Regions from separate parts of the Pan troglodytes genome. Here region 1 is linked to region 2. The links are chromatin contacts, called in public HiChIP or PLAC-seq maps. All regions are on one chromosome and are shown on one strand. The core of a region is the stretch at or near the end of the contact, and the rest is flanking DNA. Distances in the headings are between cores, read along the strand shown. Region 1 holds the start of CD164 (CD164 molecule). Region 2 holds the start of FOXO3 (forkhead box O3).

Region 1 (2,799 bases), core at 157-2,656, 830 kb after region 2:
CCGCGCCTTCCGGACGCAACTCCGCTGGGGCGGAAGTTGGTTTTGTGCGGCTCTCAAGAACTAAGTTTGTGCTGTGCTGCGGGATCCCCAGGGAGCTTCCTTATGTCTTCGGCAGGACCCCTTCTTTTTTTCTTGAAGATTGATTTTGCTAGAAGTTATCCTGTGATGGGACTCCCTAGGGGAATGGAGGCACCACGTGGTTAAGGAGTTTGTGCGTTGCCGCCCACATAGTGTGGGCAGCTGAGGCGCCGCCCGGATCAGAGCCGCAGGGCGTCTACTCTGTCACTTTCCCAACCTGACTTTTCCGGATTGCTATTTCAGACGGCGGTTGCAGCAGCAGACCTGTCTCAACTCCACCACTGTAGTCAGAGAATCAAAAGCGGTCTGAGTTGCCAGGCCATTGGGGCGGCCCCCACCGCCACATTACCAGTGAGGAAACTGAGACTTAGAAAAGTGACCTGACCTGGACACGGGATTGCCTGACATCAGAGCTGGATTCTTAAGTTCCTGTTAGTGTTAAGGCGCTGCTCAGACTTTTAGTAAAGGTGAGCGCCATCTACTGCCAAGTCTCACAAAATATTCGCAAAATTTGATACGGTTATCACATGGTAAAAATTAGACTTTAAAAGTTGTATTTAATGCTGTGTTTTCAGCTGTTGTACACTTATGTAATTTTAATTATGCAAAGTTATCCTAATAATATAGGAATATTAATTGTTTTCGTGAGGTCTGTTTTGATGTGCCACGATGACTTTTTTGATGTGCCAAAAAAGATGACTACATAGTGCTTTTACCTTTTTGCTCAAATAGAAAGATTTTATTTCCCCTTGGGATCTTTTCAGTGTCGTCCTTCTGTACCCTCAGGACTATGAACATTTGTTCCAATGACTACGCTAGTTGGAGTAGTGTTGCTTGGATGTAAACAAAAAGCTGATAGTTTTGACTGATCCAGCCCAGAAGCATGAGAATGCTGTCAGGGAAGTGAGCTCCCACCATAAGCCCTTCAAAGAAGTGTCTGCTCTTCTCTCAGGAGGCCTCTCTCTATATTTAACACTTGACTATCTGGCACCCAGACCAAAAGAAAGCGCAAGGCAACTTTAATTTTTTTTTAAGGTTAAGAATGTAAATAGGGGCCGGACGCGGTGGCTCACGCCTGTAATGCCAGCACTTTGGGAGGCCAAGGCGGGTGGATCACCTGAGGTCCGGAGTTTGAGACCAGCTTGGCCAACATGGTGTAAACCGCGTCTCTCCTAAAAATACAAAAATTAGCCGGGCATGGTGGCACGTGCCTGTAATCCCAGCTACTAGCAGGGCTGAGGCAGGAGGATCGCTTGTATCCGGGAGGCGGAGGTTGCAGTGAGCCGAGATCACACCACTGCACTCCAGCTTGGGGAACAGAGCGAGACTCGTCTCAAAAAAAAAAAAAAAATGTAAATAGAAGCTCTGTTCTCAGAGCTTGGTGTGTTATCTTCTTTCCACCCTAGGATAAACACACTCCTCTGTGCAGACCATTGTTTAACAATTTGTCACCTGGATGTTTAACTCTAGTCCTCAGATATTCCTCAGTCCTGATAAAGGGACATTTCACGCTCTTGTTTTAAGACTAGAAAACCATTGGTTTATTTTATTTTGCATGGCAACTGTAGAGGTAGATCAAGGGAGTTCCAAAGTCATTTTCACCATTTCAGAGAGACAGCTTTTTTTTTTTCAGTTCCTGACAGTAAGCTTCTGTTTATTGTTGTCATAAAGCAGGGTTTCTCAATCTTGGCGCTATCAAGATTTCAGGCTGACTCATTCTTGCTTGTCCTGTGCATTGTTGGATATTCGGCAGTATTCCTAGCCTCTACACACTAGATACCAGAAGCACCCCACCTTTCAGTTGTGACAACCAAAAATATCTCCCAATATTGTTAAATGTCTCCTGGGGATAAAATCACAATTGAAAGGCACCCTCAGAGAGTTCTTCTGTGTGCAAGGTCAGCCATCACTCAGGTTATTTCCTCTTAGACACATTGCTTGCAATTAGATTGTCGATTGGTTGTTAGAGCGACCTTCTTAACCATTTATTTTCTTGAAAGCAGCAAGACAGAGTGCTTCTGCGCTTGTGAATCTTCTAGCAGTATAAGCTCCCTCTAAGTTTTTTAAACAGCAGATTTTTAAACAATGCTTCAGCCTTGTGTCAGCACCTTTCCCCAAATAAACAGATCAACACTCCAAACAGGACCCTGCCTTCTAGCTATAACTAACATCCAGTGGCCCCTTAATAATCAGAGTTTTGCCTCCACTACTTGATAGCAAGAAGTACAAACCCCCTTGTACTAGCTTATGTTAAAGGGAATCCATTCACTGTAAGAATATGACAGTAAATCTTATAGGCATTCAGGGGTGGGAAATCAAGTGTGTGAGGGCCAAGGGAGACTTGAACTTAAAAGGAGGAATCCCTAGCACGTGGAGCTGGTTTGCTAGGACTTCGTTTCAGGCTTCAACCCTACAGGACATTGCCAGATCTATAGAGCCACAGCCAATCATCTCCATTGCCCAGTATTCCAGTTATATAGCTCTTGGAAGAGATAACTTGACTCAGTACCATGCCTTCCCAACCTGTCTGTTACCTACTCTCTGCTCTGACTCCATCCATGCAGTCTACACTAGAGCTCCCTGAACTTCCAGTTCTCCTAACTGGTCATGTTTTCTTTTGCATGTGGATCTTCATCCATGCTATTTCTTCTGCCTAGAATATTGTTATTCCCTTCTGGCATCTGACCAACTCCTACTTCTTTCAGGTCTCTCAGCTAAGCT
Region 2 (2,844 bases), core at 312-2,811:
ACTTTCCGCCCCCGACGCCTCCTCTTCGCTGGCAGACCCACCGCCCCAAGTCGGCTGCCTTCCTCCCGTCCGCTGTCCTCTCGCGTCCCCCCTTGAACCCTCCCACCGCCAGCGCGCGAAGGATTGGTTTCTAGTGCGCCCTCTCCCTTTTTCCCTCTCCTCTCTCTCCTTCCTTAGAATTTTACTCGATTGTTTATTATTTGCTGGGGGGCGGGGGCGGGGGGGCGGAGAGGGGCGTCTGGGGCCTGGAGACTGGTGGCCGCGGCCAGTCAGCGCGCGGCGTGCCTTGACGAGTAAGCGGCGCAGCGAATGGCGACGCGGCGGAGAGCTCCGGGGTCACGCGCGTGTGGATACGATGACATCATCTGTTTGTACGCGTCGAACTAGCTTGGTGCAGGGGCGGGGCCGCGCGTCACTTGAGTGACGGGCGCTGCGCAAAGCCCGGAGCCCGGAGGCGGCTGGGCGGGCTGGCTCTTGCGTACGCTGGGCTGGACCTTTTTGTGTATGGGGTCGTTGAGAAGCCCGCTTCTACACTCTGAGCTATCTCCGGTGACTTACAAGGATTTTTAAAAAAATATATTTATGAACTAGTGTGTAGACTTTTGGTGTGCATGTCGCGTGTGGTGCATTCGTAGAGTACAAATAAACGATTTGGGGCACGGATCGTAGAATAAGGACTTGTGCAGATGTTTTTCGTTTAACCTAAAGGATACGTCTTTTTTTAAAAGTCAAAAATGCCCACGTAGCGGTTTTGTCGTCATTTACAAATTAGATTAAAATTATTTCCCCTTCTCAGTTGTTCGGAATCTGCTCTTGAATGTAGGACGGGGGTAAATTTGCATTTCTTCCGGAGTTAGTTACACCTCTCCCCCGTTTGCCATGAAACCCATGAAAAGTGAAACACGACTGTGGTCCACCGTCCGAGGTGAGAGACTCAGTGCAAACCTTTTGGTGCCTGATCGAAATCTGTGAGCATCAGCTTATCGAAGTTCTGCAGGCACCAACATCTTCGCCGTTCAGTATTTCCACACCGCGATAACCCTGCCCATCTTGCGGCCAGCATCTTATCTCGGGTGTTACCTGGTGTCGCGTTCTAACAGGGAACCGGACACCGGGGCTGGCCCAGAGCCCGGCGGGCGGACGCGCAGGCCAGGGACCCCCTGGTACCAGGCGCCCTGCCCGGAGTCAGGGAGGCCACGCCGCTGCGCTCCTTGGAGCGTAGGAGGCTGTGCGCTCCTGCCGCTCCCCCTTCTCCCTCCTCTCCCTCCTCTCCCTCCTCTCCCCCCTTCTTCCTCCTCTCCTCCCTTCTCCCCCCTCTCCCGGGCCAGCGCCGCGCTTTGTTGTCGTTGAGGCTCTCGGGAGGGAGGAGGAGCCCAGCGGGGACAGCAGCGGGAGCCCGCCGAGTCCCGGCCCACGGCGCGCGCCCGGACACCCACGCCCGCAGCCCCGCGGAGCCGGGCCGCGCAGGCGCGCGCGAGCTCACACACGCGCACTCACACACGCACGCCCGCCGCGCGCCCGGCCCGCCGCCCAGCCCTCCCCCTGGGCGGGGACCCGCCCGCCGTCAGCCTAGGTTGAGGCGCCCTGCGTGTGTCTATAACTTTGTGCTGCTGCCGCGGCCGCCCTGCTCGTGGAAGGGAGGAGGAGGAATGTGGAAGGCGGCGGCGCGCGAGCTGACAGGCGGTTCCTCGGGCGGGCTGCGGCGACGGCCCGAGCGCTTCTCCTTCGCCGAGGTTGCGCGCCCCCTCCTCGCCGTGCCCCGGGCCCGCGCGGGATCGTGCGTCGTCCCGCCGCGTCCCTGAAGGGAAGGAAGCGAGGTAGGCGCCGGAGCCGTGCAGCGGGCGGCCGCCTTCCCGGTGACTCCGGATCTGCTTCCGAGCTGGGCCGGGCGCTTCCCTTTCCCCTCCCTGAGCCGCGGTGTGCGCGCCCCCCTTCTCGCCCGCTAGTGTTTTTAAAGGACTCAGGGGAAGGGGGAAACTGTCAAGATGGCAGCAGCGGGAGCAAGGAGGTGATGAACGTGCTGGTCCGGGTTTTCTAGCAGCCCGGGAGACTTGGCGCTTCCCGACCTGTTGGAAGATTTATGTTCCGACTCGCTCCCTCCCCCGGATCCCGACTGGGAAGGGGGCGGAGGGGACGACGTCCGCGAGAATGCAAACCACACAAAACCCCGAAGTGGCCGTCCCCGCCGGGCTCGAACCTCTGCGAACACCCGCTGGGCTGCTGCTCCCCCTTCTTTCTGTCTTTCCTTTATTTTTTGGAAGTGACAAGGGCCCATCTGCGCCCAGACCCCCGTTCGCCCTCTGGCCCGCGGGCGAAGAGGGGAGAGGGAGCTGCCCGCGCAGTCCCCGGGCTCGGGCCATTCGACCGGGTGGGGGGTGACGGGGGGTCGTGGGGGGTCGCGGAGGCGGCCGGGCCGGGATAAGGGGAGAAGAGCCGAAGACAGCACAGACTTGAGCGGCGGCGCCGCGGGAGGCACTAGAGCGGGCCCGAGCGAAACATAAACAAACGCACGCACACCCGAGCTCGGGCTCTGACCGCGGCTCGGCTGCGCCAGCTCCGGCCGCTGCCCGCTTTAAAGGCGCGGCCGCCCCTCCCCCGGGCGCCCCTCCCCCTTCTCCCCGCCCCGCCGCCTAGCCCGGGAGGGACCTGCGGCTGGGCGGCGGGGGGAGGGGGCTGCCCCGCGCGAGGCCGTCGATTCGCTCGCGGCTCCCTCGCGGCCTGGCCGGGGGGCGGTGTCTGCTGCGCCAGGTTCGCTGGCCGCACGTCTTCAGGTCCTCCTGTTCCTGGGAGGCGGGCGCGGCAGGACTGGGAGGTGGCGGCAGCGGGCGAGGACTCGCCGAGGAC

What was found. HiChIP or PLAC-seq counts read pairs in DNA pulled down with a chosen protein or histone mark.
Region 1: a contact with region 2 is called in an H3K4me3 HiChIP or PLAC-seq map of stem cell-derived excitatory neurons, with 6 times the contacts expected there. The contact joins the promoter of CD164 here to the promoter of FOXO3 in region 2. A contact is called at or near these places in 1 of 7 Hi-C or Micro-C datasets (stem cell-derived neural progenitor cells) and 1 of 1 datasets of contacts at active chromatin or transcription factors (stem cell-derived excitatory neurons).

Annotation. Positions count from the first base shown.
Region 1 is chr5:121,299,929-121,302,727 of NHGRI_mPanTro3-v2.0_pri, forward strand. It overlaps CD164 (CD164 molecule), which reads right to left and starts at 1,407. Exons shown (of 5, transcript XM_009451804.3): 1 at 1-1,407.
Region 2 is chr5:120,474,673-120,477,516 of NHGRI_mPanTro3-v2.0_pri, forward strand. FOXO3 (forkhead box O3) reads left to right here and starts at 1,562. Exons shown (of 4, transcript XM_016956082.4): 1 at 1,562-1,817.